Linked DNA regions of Zea mays: regions 2, 3 and 4 are each linked to region 1. Evidence: chromatin contacts called from public Hi-C data. All regions are on one chromosome and are shown on one strand. The core of a region is the stretch at or near the end of the contact, and the rest is flanking DNA. Distances in the headings are between cores, read along the strand shown. Region 1 holds the start of LOC103650275 (ubiquitin carboxyl-terminal hydrolase 8). Region 2 holds the start of mbd105 (methyl binding domain 105). Region 3 holds the start of LOC100193531. Region 4 has its middle 48 kb from the start of LOC100193531.

The links. Hi-C and Micro-C count contacts between places; a contact is called where the count stands out from the background.
Region 2: a contact with region 1 is called in a Hi-C map of ear, with 3 times the contacts expected there. The contact joins the promoter of mbd105 here to the promoter of LOC103650275 in region 1. A contact is called at or near these places in 7 of 25 Hi-C or Micro-C datasets (bundle sheath, ear, endosperm and 2 more).
Region 3: a Hi-C map of leaf shows a contact between it and region 1, with 5 times the contacts expected there. The contact joins the promoter of LOC100193531 here to the promoter of LOC103650275 in region 1. A contact is called at or near these places in 15 of 25 Hi-C or Micro-C datasets (bundle sheath, ear, endosperm and 4 more).
Region 4: a Hi-C map of leaf shows a contact between it and region 1, with 2.9 times the contacts expected there. The contact joins the enhancer-like site here to the promoter of LOC103650275 in region 1. A contact is called at or near these places in 2 of 25 Hi-C or Micro-C datasets (leaf and tassel).

The regions. Positions count from the first base shown.
Region 1 is chr3:111,304,881-111,309,261 of Zm-B73-REFERENCE-NAM-5.0, reverse strand. It overlaps LOC103650275 (ubiquitin carboxyl-terminal hydrolase 8), which reads left to right and starts at 1,891. Exons shown (of 13, transcript XM_008675884.4): 1 at 1,891-2,189; 2 at 2,302-2,529; 3 at 3,525-3,660; 4 at 3,807-3,866; 5 at 3,949-4,041. The coding sequence starts at 2,062.
Region 2 is chr3:111,781,360-111,785,740 of Zm-B73-REFERENCE-NAM-5.0, reverse strand. mbd105 (methyl binding domain 105) reads right to left here and starts at 2,579. Exons shown (of 3, transcript NM_001111704.2): 1 at 2,385-2,579. The coding sequence starts at 2,459.
Region 3 is chr3:110,903,060-110,907,440 of Zm-B73-REFERENCE-NAM-5.0, reverse strand. It overlaps LOC100193531, which reads left to right and starts at 2,603. Exons shown (of 6, transcript NM_001366963.1): 1 at 2,603-3,070. The coding sequence starts at 2,996.
Region 4 is chr3:110,950,768-110,955,148 of Zm-B73-REFERENCE-NAM-5.0, reverse strand. No RefSeq gene overlaps it. Among protein-coding and RNA genes, the nearest start is that of LOC100193531, 48 kb to the right of the region's middle. Within about 2 kb of position 1,783, at least 4 of the 20 cell types and tissues checked have an H3K27ac peak or open chromatin away from gene starts, as enhancers often do. A contact at or near this core is called in leaf, where this site is marked.

The DNA of each region.
Region 1 (4,381 bases), core at 642-3,141:
TGGTTGATGGCTATAAATACAAACCCCAACCACCTCCATTCATTCCATCCAAGCATTCCATTCATCCTTATTCAATACAAGAGCAAGCATTTCATCTCAAGACACATTCAAAGCTCCCAAGCTCTTCCAAGTGCCATAATTGTGACTGGTGATCATTAGTGATTATTGCCCTAGAAAGTCTAGAGAGAGTATGGTCTTGTGTTTTTATTGTTGCTTGGCTTTCTTAATTGTGCTTTCTTCGTCTCCTTCTAAACTCTCAAGTGACTTGTAAATCTAGCAAGAGACATATAATAGTGTGGTGATCCTTGTGGGGTCTAAGTGATCCTCGAGATTAAGGAGAAGCACTCAACCGGTCTAAGTGACCGTTTGAGAGAGGGAAATGGTTGAAAGAGACTCGACCTACATGGCCTCCTCAACGGGGAGTATGTTCTTTGGAATTGAACCTTGGGAAACAAATCGTTGCGTTCATTTGTGTTGATCATTACCTTACTATTTGATTCTTTCTGTCCCCTCTCTCTAAGTTCTCTTGCTTGCAATCTTTTTGAGTTAGTTCCCAAAGTTATCCATATTGATTGAGCAACTCATAGCAAGAAGAACTCTCTTCCGCACACCGATTTCATCTAACCCTAACCCCAGGTGAAGTTTGTATTCAAAGTTTATAAAACTCTAAGTTCTCTAGGTGACTTTCAGCCCTTCCCTCAGCGCACTCTTTGACTGGCAGGTCCTAGGGACAGGGGATCATTTCCCCGACACTATGTTATTAATTTGAGTGGGACCGTCTTATTTTTCTCCTTTTGTTTTATCTCTAATCCGCAACACGACTTGAAAATTATGACCTCGTGAGCGACAACAACTTTCAACCTGGTGAGCTGCATTGGTCTTTTGATTTGCTGCCACAATTGTTTAGTTGTGAGTTTTGCATGTGCGGCCGTTCATTACATCAACAGTTGTTTAATCGCTAGCTGCGCATGCGCAGAATTATTTTTTCACGATGGAATTGGTGTAGTGGATTTAAGAAGCTTCATAAAAAGTTGCCAAATGTAGGGATGTTTTAGAGAAATTTAGGGTGTTTTGTAAATTTAGGATGTGTTTTACATAACTATTGGAAAAACGTTTTTCTTAACAACTCCGTATAAATCAATATTTAGGAAGTGTTTTACGTAACTACCAGAGTTGCTTTTAGAAGGGTTAAAACTAGACTAAGAATTAGCTGCCTCGTTGCATATCTTACTATGGTAATAAATCACGGTTCAAACATTTGTCCACGATCTATTTAGACCTTTAATTAATTTTAATCTAAAAATTAATATAATATAATTCTTATATTTTAAATAGTGTAAAATTTAGAGCCTATGCTGAGCGCATATATTTGGACGCGGAAGCATGTTCGTGGACACGCTCATTCGTGGAAAAGGTCATTTTCTTGTTAAGATAGCACGCTTAGGCGGAATCGATCACACGGCGCGACATCTATCCATCGTTTGGACACCACCACAGGTTATAATCACACGGGAAGCGGGTCAAGCACTGTAGGCATGTTTGGTTCGTGGCTAACTATGCCTCACTTTGCCTAAGGTTAGTCGTCCGAATTGAAGAACTAACCTTAGGCACAAAAGTTAGGCAAAGTGTGGCAAGTTAGGCAGCAAACCAAACATGCCCTGTATCTGCGTATCTGCGAGATAGGCATGACACGTGAACGAAAGCACGACGCCAGGATATACTACCTCTGACACGTAGGCCCGGCCCAAACGAATCCCTTTTCCGGATCCAAACGCGATGCTGATCGATCCGATCTGACGAGCCACCCCCACGGCCCCACCCCACGCACGCGGCTCCGGCCTCCGGCTGCTTCCTCACCAGCACCACTCGGCAGACCAACACAGGCAGGCGCCTTCTTGTTCACTTCAGGCCCAGCACGCCCCCACCCCCAAGCCCGCTCGCTCCCCTCCCACACGCATCCCTTCCCCTCCCCTCCTTTCCCCTTTCCGTTTCCAGTTCCGTCCCGACGACGATCCCAGCCCCTCGCCCCGCCGCCGCGCCCGCTGCGGAGCTCGGGCCGCAATGCCCGCGCCCCCGGACCCGCCGCCGCTCCCGCCGCTGGACCCGTCGGATCCCGCCGCGGCCACACCGCCCGCCGCCGCGGCCGCCGATGAGGAGGAGGACGACCGCGTCTTCCTTGTGCCACTCAGGTGAGCGCACGCACCCCGTAACCCTAGCCCGCTGCCCGCCCGATCCTGGGTGGGTGGCGCGTCCGGCAGGCGCAGGCACGGCCTCGTGACGACATAGCGATGGGTGACACAGGTGGTGGAAGGAGGCGCAGCAAGGGCTGGCGATCAACGTGCCTGGTCTGCCCTACGCGGCCGCGCCTGCTGGACCTACCTCCTACGGCATGAGGGTGCTCAGCATGTTCCTCTCCGACCAAACATACACCCTCCGCCGCGCCGACGAGCTCTTGCAGCAGACCGCCTCCTTCGCCGCCAGGAGCTACGCGCTCCTCCCGGCCGACCTGTTCTCAAAGGCACGGGAATGGTGAGACGACCGTCTCCCTGTTTTTCTTGTGTTCCTTCTCATTACTCTTCTTCCTTTGAATGGCTGTATGATAGGCAATGCCTCGAATTCCCCACGAGTTTCATGTCTGAGCGGGCGTAGTACTCAGCAATGCGTAGGATGATCAGCTCATATTGACCTACATGCCTAATGACAGGCCTAGGTGATTTTAGGTAGTCAGCTGCCTGCAATTCTGCACACCACGATGGTAACCCTGATATACGATTTCGTACATCGAATATGACATTCCTAGGTTTTCAAGGCGTTAGACTTGCTGCTGGGTACAAGTGAGGAGGATGATCTAGGGTAACTGTTCATTTTCACGGCGGCGCCGGTTGCCGACGATTGGTTAACGTGCATGTTGTTCGCGCGGCAACGAGAGCTGTTTTCCGGTTGGATGGATGTGAATCCCTACATGTTAGTGTTCGGTTATTCCGACATTCTAGTAACGGCTGCATTTAAGGAGTTTCCAAAAGGAGCCCATAGTGCAACGCTGGAAGCCTTCTTCCTTTGCTGAGCTGTGCAATAAAGCACTGGTTCTTTCCTCACGTGTCAGTACTTTGAACGCCGATGTGGTCAACGCAAATGCAAAGCTTGTGGTGTATTAATAGGCTGTAGTTGCTCCAACTCCAAAGTTTAAGTTGCCTTGAAGGGGTGCATCAAAGGCTCAAGCAACTCAGAGCAAGAAATCTGGCGTTGCCCTGTGGCCTTCACCAGGATGGATGGCTGCTGACAGTAAGAAATATTGTGCTACCTCGCGGAACATTTTGAAGTCTAGGACAACTGAAACATATCTTTCTGACTGGAAGAAACCCTTTGGATTTTAGTAACATCTTATTAATGCAGTGTTGCATTGTATAGTTATCTTAAGGCTAGCGGTCTTTAAACTATATATGATCAGCTGCCTGAGTTTAGTTCTCATTTATTTCTTTTACTTACATGATGATTTGACTATTTTCTTATTTTTTTCCTTGCAGGTATATTGTGCCTGCCAAGTCTGCAGTCAAAAACGTGTCACCAGCTGGAGAGGGCTCAGTAAATATTTACCCCATAATGCTAAGAGTTTCAGCCAGCAGAGATACATATACACTAACCGTGAAGATCGGCAAAAAGGTGCACACAAAGTACTTGTATTCTTGTAGTTTGCAAGAGTTCTCTCTTTTTTTTTAAAGAAAGTTTGTTTACTTAATGATCTTAACCATTCCCTTTTAAGCAATGTATCTTAACTTTGTGTTTTCCCCTCATTTTGATACACTCAGGACAACTCAACTGAGAACTTTAAGAGAGCATGCAAGATCCTGACTGCAGACTCTGAGCCGGTATTCCTATGAGAATTCTTTTGCCCACTTACTAGTAATGGTAAATAGCCGAAGTTATTTTTCTTGTATTGCATGTTTGCAGGTTCACATATGGGATTTCTCTGGGCGAACAACATACATAGTTATGACTGAACTGAACCGGTCGCCCCATGACTCAAAATCTGCAGATCAGGAGGTATCTTCTTCTCCATCAAGTCTTCCATCTCATCTCATACTCTTACAGTTTTGCTGGGATTGTATTGTTCTGGTAGCTACTTTTGTCTTTTTTGTTGCATAAAATGCCAATGATGATTTTTTATGCTTCACTTTAGTTCTGCTTACCACCGACTGCAGAATGTCTAGTTTGTCAAGGTTCTTATCTTCTTTTCTGATGTAGGTGCATTTAATCTGTACTAAGTTAGCACATCTATGATTCATATTGTCAAAAAAAATCTCATTTTTTCGAATTGAACTCTTTTCCTTTGAATTATTTGGCTCGTATACTGAGCATGGATGAACACCAAGTCGCTTCAACT
Region 2 (4,381 bases), core at 1,330-3,829, 480 kb before region 1:
TACCACCCACTTCAGATACATTTCCGTTAACAAATATGTTGTTAATTTTGAACATCACATTATATAGAAACTAATTTAATAAACATAACAGAGATGCAAAACCAACAAAAAATGGAAATGTGCACAAAATAATGCAAGAAAATTGATCATAACATCTATTGGTATTAGGAAGTTTGAACAATAACAAAAATTGGACACAACAAACAAGAGCCAACCTAGTGGCTGATTTAGGAACACCACGTGTCCGGTTGCTATGTGACCAGCAGAAGGATAAGCATGCAAACAGTTAACAACTAAATAAAAAAATAGGTAACCAACAAGAATTAGAACGTCATCTTAAATGGTCAAACTAACGCGATAACATAAGGCATTAAAGGTGCAATCCACAAGAACTATTTCCAGATAAAAGCCTGTTTTTAGATGATTCCAACATTGAACTTTATCCAGCATTCAAAGTTCGGTTTTGCCCAGCTAGAAACAGAAATAGATCATGCTAGACACCTAGACCACAAGTTATATCAACTGTCTGAGATATTCAATGCTTCCCTCCAATAAGGAACAAGATATTGCAGCCAATAATAGCATGAAACAATGCATCCCAACAACCAATAATGCAGAATACCAACAGTAAATCCTATGAAGCACCATCAGTCTCCAGCTAGGAATAAAAACTAATAATGTTAAACTATGCAGAACAGGTATCTCCTAGGCTAATAAGTTTGTTTGGCACTTTTCTGTCATCCTGTTGAAAAAGGATACTAAGACAACCATAAAAATACATCCGATAATGAAAAATTAACAGCCTAAACTCAAAGCTTGAGTATTTAAGATTTTCAAGTGGGCATTCATGTGATATTACATGTACATCTGATCAGATGGAGCTCATATTAATGTGGCAGCACCGTGTTCTGTTGCATCAAGCTTTCATTTCTTGCATGAAATAGCTCAACAAGCACTTGGTCTAGCAATACTGGAACTAACCACAGTAAAATTAAACTCACAGACCATGATATGACCAGATTCACTAAGCACAGATCATCTAATAATCAACATCAAACTGGAATTGTGTAGGACAAACCCCAATTACAGCAAATCAACAGCTTAAAGCTGCAGAACATTCTCCATTCCAGATTCTCTACACATATACTACTAGTAAAGCAATGCTAACCACCTGAATCCGAAGTAATTGCTGAAGCATTGGAAGTCAGGACGAAAAAAAGTTAACCCACCATCTAATAACGAACAATCGAAGATCCAATTAGAAATCAGGGGCTAAAGCTCTAGTAGAAGTGACTGGCTGATTGCCAAAGTTCCAAGCTGCAGGAGATTCCCCATTCCAGCTTTCACTACGAACATACTGCTACTCAAGTAACATCAACCATTAATCTAAAGTAATGGATGAAGCATTTCAAGCCGAAACAGAAGAAAACACTGGATCATATAACCTATCATAAAGAAAACAAGGTCCAACTCGAAATGGGTAGGCTAAAGCTCCTATTGGCAGCGTTTGCTATAGCTCTAAGCCGCAGGGGATTCCCCATTCCAGCCTCATTACAAGCACACAACTACTCAGACAGAATCAGCTCCAAGCTGAAGGGGATTCCCCATTCCAGCCTCACTACAAAGCACACAACTACTCAAGCAGAATCAACCGCCTAAATCTGAAGTAATACCTTCTGTACGAAAAAGGAACTGCAGCATTTCAGTCCAAACGAAAGAGCTGTAACTCCTAACCAATCATCAAATGACCAATATGAAATTTGGAAACCGATGGGCCAAACCCTACCACCCCTAATTGCAAGAGCCCCAGCCTACAAGTAGCAAGACACTAGCAGCAAACGTAGTGCAGCGAGCAAACAAAGAAAGTAAACAGCGACATATCACGGCCAGATTTAGGAATCTTCCCCCGGTTCAGCTAGCCCCCCGACAGTCCCTAATCCTAATCGAGCGCCCCAGTTACGAATCTTCACAGTACAGACCGGGCATGGGGTCCGTAGCTCACCTACGGACCTACACCCAACACGGAGCAGAGAGCTCAAGCAGTCGTGGGCCTCGTGGCCGAGCTCTGGACGCACCTACTCCGAGCTGAAATCGAGGTCCAGAACCTCACGGGGCCACGAATCCCAGCTGGATGGCGGTGGTAGGCCGGGGGCAGCGTCGCAAACCCTAGAGCCCCAAATCCGGAACTGGGAGGCTCTCGAACGCCAGACCGGCACCGCGGGAACCCTAGAACTCGGCGCGAATTAGCGGCCGGGAACCGGAATTCCGCTCCCCGGAAGCTTATTGACCCCCGAATTGGACGCGGACGAGGCAACTCGAGCGAGCGAGCGAGCAGAGAGACAGGCAGTCAGGCGGTCGGGCAGCAGGTCGTCGTGACCCCCTACCTTCTTGGTCCACCCGTCGGGTGCGGGCATCTCGACGGACACGACCTCCGCCGGCTGCTCTCCGGGCGTCGCCATGGTGGTGGGTGTGCGTTATCCCTAGCGCTAGCTGCTCCGTCCCGCTCAGCTCTTTGCTCTCGCTCTCGCTCTCGCCACCTGTTGGTTGGTGTTGGTGGTGGTGCAGGTGGGGAGGGAGGGGGCAAACGACGGCCGCGTGGGGATTTAATTTCCATTATTATATAATGTATATATATAATGTGTGATAAAAATAAATGTACCCCACCCCTTGGACACATTCGCCGCCGGACGCTGACGCGTGGGTCAGCGCGTTCTAAGCAAAAGTGGGACCGGGGTGGCAGAGAGCGCGGAGGGAGGGGCCGTTGGCACGGCGTCGGGACGGACGTGGGGGAACCGCCATGCGCTGCCGACGGCGTGGGGCTCAGCCGCGTGCCGCGTGGGCGTGGTTCGTGCACCGTTAGGCAGCGCGGGGCCCGAGCAGCTGCGGGACGGTCCGCGTGGACCTTGCGCGGGGAGGCAACGTGAGGGCCGGATGCCGGGACTGAGAGGCTGGACAGCAAACTGGATTGAACTTCGCACTGGTGGAGTCCGCGGGAGCGGGAAACCGGAGCGGCGAAGCCGGCCAGCCGGGAGGGAGCCTCTCTCTCGCCCCCTCGGGGGCTGTGCGCCAGCCACGTGGCAACCTCGGCGCGGATAACCCGAATAGAACGGATCGGTGCGGGCGCGGCCGCCGTGCATCCGGCGCACGTGACGGGCTGCGGGCCGCAGGGCGGAACGCGGGGTGACGTCTGACGTGGACGCCTCGCAGCGCAACGCACGCGCGCCTCGTGGGCCGTGTCGTGTCACCGCGAGCGCTCACGTCTCTCTCGTTTCAATCATATAAACTCATCTCTACTGTCTATTAAGAGGTTAATGTAGACCACAGGCGTACCCCGCTCCATCCTCTGCACGCATGCAGTCCTCTACACGCATGCACTAAACCCGCACACGCATCACACATGCAAGTATGCAACTAAACTAGCGCATGCAACCATGTATGCAAACGTCTCCGCTCGATGCAAAGCTTGCATGTGCGCAGCCGTGCAAGTATGTAAATGTGAATGACATTTGAACCATGGTTATTTGCTTTAAACTCGCATCTATTTAGTGAACATGACACACATATTTTTTGTTTTAAATTTTATACTCAAGTATAATATAGACTGTTATAAAAAATAGGGAAAAATTAAAACCGGATCGTGTTCCGGCCAACCATGTTACTTTTTACGTGAGTTTGCTACCTCGATGCTCTGTATGATTTTCTTTGTGTTTAATATCAATTATAACTACGCTAACTAATTTTTAGTTGTTTTGTACCGAAAATATAGATTGGTCAAGTCGTTTAGTAAAACAACATATCACACATACTTGCAAATTGTTTTCGCATCATAATGAATTATATATCTATATGCAAATTAGCAACTCAATTTTTAGAATAGTTCATAGCCATCGGTTCAGAACTTTATGCGAAAGAATGTTGGCTCTATGTCTGCTTATACGAAAGAATGTTGTCTCTTCCCGTTCCTATAGGAGGGTGAAATAAGTTTTACTAGCAGCGTCGTACCGGAGGTGCCAGTAGCCTCAGTTTGCCAGTCGCTCCTCAAGATGGCCTCACTGGCAGCAAAATATTCTCTGATGAGTTGACTCGCGTGCTTGACTGGGATTGTACTTTATCTCTTCTGTCAGCTAAGCTCTTGTGAATTCCTCCGGCATCAATGTTAGCACGATGGTTCGCCCAACCGAGCATGTCGCCAGTCCACGAAACTATATAGTTGGGGAACCTCACAGGTAAATTCATGGCACTGGTTGTTGGTTTTAATAGTGAAATGTCATCCTAACCATTTAACTAGCTATACCCAACACATTATGTATTTATTTCTCTAAATATTGTCAGCTGCTCTCCAATACAAATTACATGGTTGCCTCATGGTCTATGTAAGGAA
Region 3 (4,381 bases), core at 1,354-3,853, 400 kb after region 1:
GCAGCAAGCACAATATACCATTAACCCTCATTTTTTGTGTATTACTTTTATAAATGACTATATATCTTGAAAAGCTAGCGGTTGGCAACATATATATTGTAAGAGGTGGGCAAAAGCAATAAGCTACTAGAATATATATATATATATATATATATATATACACTATATTTATATATTACACCTGGGTGCATTCAATATAGAGAATGCATCCAGGCCGAACCTACGCGCCAGGAGCACCTGGTCCGAGCCAACCGCGCCCCACCTAGACCGAACCGACGCTTCGTCTTCGTCCCTCCCGCATGCTCCCGACAGAATGCTACAATTTTCGAACCAGACCAGCAGTTGCATCTAGTTATATAAAAGTTGCAATCATTCACACCAGACCAGCAGTTGCAATTATATTTTTTAACAAAATTTCCCAGAGTTATTCAGTACTTGCAATCACATCAGAGCAACTCAGCAGTTGCATCCACACCACACCAGTAGTTGTAATTACAATACACCAGCAGTTGCAATCATTTTGTTTACATTTTTAACAGATATTTGGGTAGAATTATACAGCAGTTGCAATCACACCTAATGCGGGGTTGCAATCACACCACACCAGCAGTTGCAATTACACCTCTTTGTCCTGACACTAAAACCAACCAACTTTGCATAGTCAAGGTAAAAGAGGTAGGCTTCTTCCCTTGTATCAAATGTTTGCCGCACCCTGGGGACAAACACATCAAGTATGTTTGCATCCTGCAGAACAACACGCAATCATGAGTTTGCAATCAACAAGCAACAACCGTTGCAACTAGAGTAACAACACAACATGCAATGGTAATCAAGGAGTAAAAACAGAGACTCAAGTTTGCAATTAGAGGATACTCGCGGCGGGAGGCAGGGAGGCGCGCGTACAGGAGGGCCGAGGGCGTGCTCGAAGTGTTATTGCACCCTGGGTGCATTCAATATAGAGAATGCACCCAGGTGCATTTTAGTGACGTCGTATACTGTATTTATATATTACAATATATATATATATATACACGATTATTATAGTCCTCTCTCTCCTACTAATACAAACACTAACTTTAATTACACACTAGTTAATTAGTCGCACGTGCATCACTATAATTTTTATATATCATATAAGTAGACATTGCTTAAATAAGATAGTTATTCAAATACGATCTAAACTCATATATTAGGTGAGCGTTAATGGAGAGGTATATGTTGTGGGGGCCAGATAAAATAAAGTTTTTTCTCTCACTTTTTCTCACGTTCGCGAGATCAGGGACGGTGAGGGAGGAGGTAATGGACTATAAATAGCTAAATAAGTTATGTCTAACGGGCTGGCCTAAGGTACGATCCATTTAATAGTGCCACGACCTGGCCCGATATGATTTAAAGTGGCTTGTGCCATGCCTGGACCGTCTTCTCTCAGCCCGCAGTGTCAACTCAGTCTGTCACGATTTATTTAATTTTAAAATTATTAGTATATACATTTATAATACCTAGGAGAAGGTGGTTTGTTATAAGAGGTGGTAGTTTGTTCCTTGTGACCTAGGTTCAAACCCTAGCGAGCACATAATTTTTTGGATTTTTCACGGGTGCGTGCGGGGAGATTGTTTTTCGTAGGCGGGAAGCGAACAAGCGCGTGTTTGGTGGAAAATGACACATAAAGAAACCCCCATATAACTACACATAACGACACACGTCGACGGTAGATTGTGGGTTAGATAAAAATGAGTAGAAGTACTTTTTTGCAAATGACATGGCGGTGGAAACAAAAAAACTGATGCTTCATAGGGATATAAGTATGTTAATTTAAAAAAAATCTTTATATGACATTGTAATTTTGTTCAATACCTTATTTATTATCACAAATGTCTTAAAATAATTATTTAAGATATTTGTGATGGCAAATAAGGCACTGAACAAAATTTCAGTCTAGAAAATTGCCCCTCAACTTTACTACATAACCAAAAGGAACCAATCATGATTAAAAGAACAGCTCCAAGAGAGTGCCGAGATTTGACTGGAGGTCATGTTCAATTGACTTGTCATGATTTATTTACTGTAAAGTGGAAAGACCTCTCTTTTTACGAAACTTTGCTGTCAACGCAACCGTCAAGAATCAAGAAACCGGTATGCTGGCCTCCAGCAGACTGTAGCAGTGGAAATTTAGTGACTGTGTATAAACAATTCAGAGACTGAATGCGTATGCAGATCTTTTTGCAGGTGGACAATTTATGAGAGGAGAGCAGAGTACGGATCATTTAAACTCAAAATAAGTAAGCACACGTCTCGAAAATAATATTGAATATTTATATCTTCAAATAAATTTATTATAGAAGTATATTGTATAATCAATCTAATAATATTTGTTATGTATCATAAATAATAGTATTTTTTATAAGTTTAGCGTTTTGACCTCGAAGATATGCATTTATTTTGGTAGTTAGAGAGTACATGTTTGCAAGATAGACAGATATATGCAAGGTAGGAGTGTATCTTCCACCCACTCATTGTAGCAATCATGGCATTTCCCCTCTCTCTCTCTCTACCCAGCATATTGCTGCTCCCACACACACACACAAGGCCACCACAACAAATAAAAGCACTGCTGCTTGCCAGTATTGCTTTGCTTTGCCTTGCTTGCCCCCACACGCCCTCTCTCTCCTCTCTCTCTCTCAAACCGAAAAGAAAAGAGGAAAGTGGGATAGCTCAATCTCTTCTTCCTTCGTCATTCCTCTCCCGTAGGTTCTCTCTCCCTCCCTCCCTCCCTCCCTCCCTCAGCACACATAAACTCGAGATACACATATATATCAGTAGGAGAGGATGGATGTGCAAACCTAGCCTGCTGCCTTTGTAGCTGCAAATTAAATTGAGCTGTACCTGTTGGTCTTCCTCCTCGCTCTTCTTGGTTCTCGCTGGTTGCCGGGAGCTGGGATCGAAAGTACTGCTGTTGTTCGCACGGCGAGGCGGCGGCGGAGACCGGTCAGAAGGAATGTCTTCGGCCCAAATCGCGCCGGCAGATCATGTGTGCTATGTGCACTGCAGCTTCTGCAACACAGTTCTCGCGGTATGTAAGCTGATCTATCTGTATGTATCTCTATGTTGCCTGCTGCGGATCGATGATCTCTCTCTGTACCACTTTCTCTCTCTCTCTCCCTCTGTATCTGATGATCAGTGATTGCCTGCGTGAGAACCACCCTAGCTCATCATCAGTTCATCACCACACAATTGGCATGTTCCACCTTCATGATCTACTTGCTACACTCTTCCAATTGCTTTTCTTGCTAGCTGCTCTTGTTGAGGCTTGAGAGTCGTCGACCTTTATTTCTCCGAATTATACCAAAAAGAGCAGCCAATTGGCTTTCTTCACGATTTTCCCTCTTACATCTGCTCCTTCAGTTTCTTCAAATTTAGTTCATGTTTTTCTATTTGGATCTCCCACTTTATCTGTTCTTCGATTTCTTTGTTCCTTCAGAAAGAAAGTTTTCTATCGTTTGAGGCCAGGTGCATCGATCGATCGGTCAATTTGCTGGATGTCGTTCGATTTGAATATGTACTTCTGAAAGTTCTCAAGATTTGTTTATTGGTTGCTCTCTGTACTGTACTTCTGTATATGATATTTTTTGGGGCGGATACGACAAAATTCCTGCATTGTCCTCGTGTGTTGCACCCACTTGATCGAATCCCTTGTTTTTAATAACCTCAAACTGGTGGGAAACAGTACGCATGTGCCTGAATTTTACTTGACTGTGCCCTATCATCCGTAAGGGCTAGTTTAGACTCTCAAATTCCCGCCAATATTGATCGAAGAGGATTGAGGGAGAAAACTAGCCAAGGGCCAGTTTGGTGGCAAGGGAATTGGAAGTGATTAAGGGTTGATTTGGTGCCAAGGATCACGGGAGATTAGTGCGGATTGACAGGGAAATTAGTTCATTTTTACCTCCAATCCTTCGTGATCTCCTTGTTACCAAATTAACTTTAAGAGATAGTTTGGAAACTCAAATCCCCTTTGGGATAGAAAGGGATTGGAGAGGAAATTAGTTTATTTCCACCTGAATCCCCTCCGATCCCAAAGGAGGTTTGAGGTTCCCAAAGTAGCCTTAAGTGTACTAAAATCTCCTCCCAATTCAAAATTAAATAGGAATGAAGGGGGATTTTAGCCTCCTCAATCCCCTTCAATTCTCTTCCTCCCAAATTAGCCCTAAAGGAGTTTTATCCTCTGCTACTTGTTGGGGATAATTGCAGGCACCTGCATATACCAAGAGGTTTAAAAAAACATTTAGTTTCGTTTAGGTCCAGTTCTCAATTTGAGTTTACCGAGAGGTCTTCAAGTTTTTCATGAAAATTCATATATGTTTACGAGTATACAATTTTAATT
Region 4 (4,381 bases), core at 534-3,033, 350 kb after region 1:
TGTATCAGGATTCGAAGCAGAAATACTAGTGGTATGGATTGGAAAGAGATGTGGCTGCACATGTGGCTATGTGCGATGTGTGTCAAAGAGTTAAGGCTAAACACGAGAGACCAGCTGAACTATTGTATCCACTAAAGATACCCGAGTGAAAGTGGGAAGAGATTGATATGGACTTCATTACTGGATTGCCTCAAAAGGATATGATTCTATATGGGTTATTATGAATAGACTGACCAAAGTGGCTCATTTCATTCCGGTCAAGACTACTTATAAGTGATCTCAATTGGCTGAGTTATATATGGCCTGGATTATGTCACTACACGGTGTATCGAAGAAGATCGTTTCAGATAGAGGATTATAGTTTACCTCTAGATTTTGGAAAAGTGTTCATGAGAATATGGATATGAATTTGAATTTTAGTTCGGCCTACCATCCTTAGACTGATGGACAGACTGAAAGGACTAATCAAGTATTGGAAGACATGTCGAGAGCTTGTGCCCTTCAGCATGGTAGTAGTTGGAACAAGAGTCTACCTTATGCTGAGTTCTTAGGCCAGTCTGAAGATGTCACCGTTCGAGGCTCTATATGGCAGGAAGTGCAGGACTCCTCTATATTGGGATAAGACTAGAGGAAGATAATTCTTTGGACCTGAACTTGTTCAAGTGGCAGAAGAACAAGTCTATATAATCAGGAAGAACTTGAGGGTAGCTCAGACCAGGCAAAAGAGCTACGCTGATAATAAAAGAAGACCACTGGAGTTTGAGGAAGGTGATCATGTGTACCTCAAGGTTTCACCACTTCGTGGAATGAGGAGATTCAAAGTCAAGAACAAATTGTTCCCTCACTTTATTGGACCATTCATAGTTTTTTTAGGCGAATTGGAGAGATGGCCTATCAACTCGAGCTACCTGTTAATCTATCTGATGTGCATAATGTGTTTCATGCGTCACAACTTAAGAAGTGTCTCCGTGTCCCTGAGAAACAGTTACCAATGGAAGAGCTCAGTGTTCAGGGTGATTTGGCTTATACGGAATATCCTATTAAGATTATTGATACTTTGACTCGAGTTACAAGAATAAAGTGATAAAAATGTGCAAAGTGCAATGGAGTCACCATAGCGAAGATGAAGCATCATGGGAAGAGAAAAGGAGCTTCGTATAGATTTTCCCATCTTTTCCCTAGTCCTTCCTAAATCTCGAGGACGAGATTCTTTTTAAGGGGGGTAGGATTTGTAATACCCACTTGATAAGAAAAGTCTAAAAGGAGAAATTATATTACTTTATATATATGTGTGTGTTGTCCCTATTTATTATTTCATGTGAACACCTCATAAAAATGCTTAATAAAGGACATGCCATTAAATTGCGCATCATGATGAGTTTTGGTTGTTTGTGCACTTAATTAGAATAACAATAATATGAATTAAAATATAATAATAATGAGAAGAGGATTTGAAGTAAAACCTAAATTTAGATTTGGGTTGAAAATGTAGAAGGAAAGAAAAGAATATTATACAAAACCAAAATAAAATTTATAAATACACAAATGCATCTCATTTTGGGTATGTTCAAATTGCACCTTTGATTTAGGGGCAAACTCGACACAAGATGGGAATTTAAATTTGAAGTGGAAATTGAATTAGGAAAAAGAAATCAGAAAAGGAAAAGAAAAGCCTGTTGGGCTGGAATAACTGTTTTCGGCCCATTCTTCTCCTGAGCCTGCACAGCCCAGACCCTAGAACGTCGCTGACCTGTGGGCCCTTTTTGTTGCGCACTCTGGTTGCCTGCATACTCACTTACAGGTGAGCCCTGAAGCACAGCTTCATCTCCTTCCCACGGAGTGATCACGGCTGGGTCGTGCGTTGAACGGCCTTCGCGAAATCGTTGGGATCCTTCCGGAATTAGCGCTTCCTGGGTCCTGGCACTTTTCCGTGGACGCCATGATCCAGCCGCCACCGACTCGTGGGTCCCACACGTCGGCTATTCCTGCAATCTCGGCGGGCTCCCAACAGAAACTGCGGCGGCCGAGCTCAACGGCTCACGCCTATTTCTCCGGGAGATTTCGTCGTCTGCACCCCTCCATGTAGGGTATATCTACTATCACAACCTCGAGGTCTCCTCGTTTTGAATCACCAGGGGGCTGGACCAGTGATGGTGAGTGTCGTGAGGCAATATCGGGCTGCTGCCGCCGTCAGTGTTGCGGTGAAACGCCACCGGGAACCTGGGGGGAAACAGCGTCAGGACAAGTTCTACCAACTAGCCAGGGCGCTTGTGTATTGGAGTCATACGGCGTTCAGGCTGCTCCAGCTGACGCGCGGTTCCGCTCCTCCCTGGCGGCGTACTCGGTGCTCGACCTCGGCGGGTGCACGCTCCAGCCGTGAAGTTCCCCTGCTGCGCGCCGAAGCCGGTATGGGATCCCATCTCCTACTCGCTCTGTTCTTATGCTCAATAGCAACTGGTGTGGCTCAATCTAGGGGGATAGGCTGCTGTGTATTGCTCCTTGGAGCAGGCGGGCGCCGCGGCGCTACCGCTCGCCATGGGCGGAAGGTAGACGAAGGATGGGTGCCGGCCTGGGTAGAAGATGACTGACGGCGCGCCTTCCATTGATCTTTAAATCAACGGTCAGTGATAGATGTGTGTGTTTCTCTCTCACATAGCCTCATCCGATCCATCGGTTTGGATTAGGTTGGGGTCTACGGGAGCGATGAAGTCGTTCCAGCCGTTTGATGCGATCGAGCGATCTCGGTGGAAGTCCAATTCATTAAAATCGGTCCGTTGATTCCTAATCTGGTGGTCGCTACTTCATACCGGTTCGGGATGGGGAAATCTAATCTTGGCCATCGATATCAGATCGTGCGGCCAGAATCTCTCCGTACCTCTTTGCCATGGCAGAATAGCACAAGAGACCCTCCACTTTTCCAAAACCAACCCGCAGTCCTAGCGGGGGAGTTCTGAGTCTGCGTAAGCTTTATGTTTAGCCCCTGATCTTGGTGATATTAGTAGCCGCAGTCCAACAGCAGGAAGTAATTCTAAATTTAATCCGAAAATCGAATTTTAGTACAAAACTTAATTCAAAAGCTTAGTAAATCCATAACTCCTTTGTTTCAACTCCAAATTAACCCGTTCAAATTGCATTAGCTTCATAATAATATTAACTACACAGTAATATTATTATTTGTGCCATATTACTTACTTGTATAATTAGATATTGTTTAAACCTAGGTTTAATAGACTAATCTCCTTAATCGAAGGTGGTTTGTCTATGATTATGATCTAACTAAAATATGTCTCTACTCAAATATAATATAGATTAGAGTTATTTATGTAATATCTTTATCACATGATTCATAAAATCAACATAAAGATCTGTAACTAATTGTTCAATCGAGTAGGTCCTCCGAAAAACCATATCTTTTAACCGTAACTCTGATCGTAGTAATTCTCGAACCCACGATCTCGTAGCGACGCGTAGATCAGTATTATTCGTTTTGTACTTATGTTTGGTGTGATGTTAATTTTATCTATATCATGTTTGCTTGTATTGCTACGACTAGCGCGAGGACACGTGTCATCTGAAAGGCAAGTTGGTACCTGGATTCTCAAGTGCCAGGCAAGTTGTGCCCTTGATCACTTACTTTCCCAGCCATGTTCTTATTAATTTTAATGATCTGCATAGGTTAATTTTGATGGGATCCTTTATGTTACCCCAGTTTTGATTACCTCTATACCTTGTTCACCCCTAAAATATTTTTGGGTAGTACCTGCTATTGCTTTATGTGGATTGGGTATGGAGATACACTATTCATGAGTATTCTGTTATTATCTTGTTATTATTACTGTTCATGTTAAGATCATTAAATTAATGGGAACATGGAGCGACCACCCGGGAAAACAGTGCTACCACAAGGGTTTAATGGGACGCCCTTGGCTGATTAACTAGGAAAGCTAGTGGAGGTCTTCCTTACCCGAAAGGGGCAAGGGCAGTAGGGGAGTGGTCAGTGTAGGGAGGTCCTTGGGTTGATTTTGCTGCGATGGCGGTCAAGCAAGAACCCTGCACTGGAGCTTCCTATAAACTATAGCGGGATTTCTGAAGCTAGTGGAACTTTGTAAAGGCCTCGTAGTGTTACCCTGCCTCGCCTCCTCGGTAGAGGTGTATGGGATTGGCCATCTCTTGGCAGATGGGTAACATGACTTGTGGGTAAAGATGAGCAACCTCTGCAGAGTGTAAAACTAGTATACTAGCCGTGCTCACGGTCATGAGCGGCTCGGACCCTCACATGATTAATTTATGGAACTTAAATTTAATTTGACATTTGCATCGCATTTGGGATTATTTTACTATTACTTTTCTTTATTATTATTAAGGTTTGGTATTTACTTAC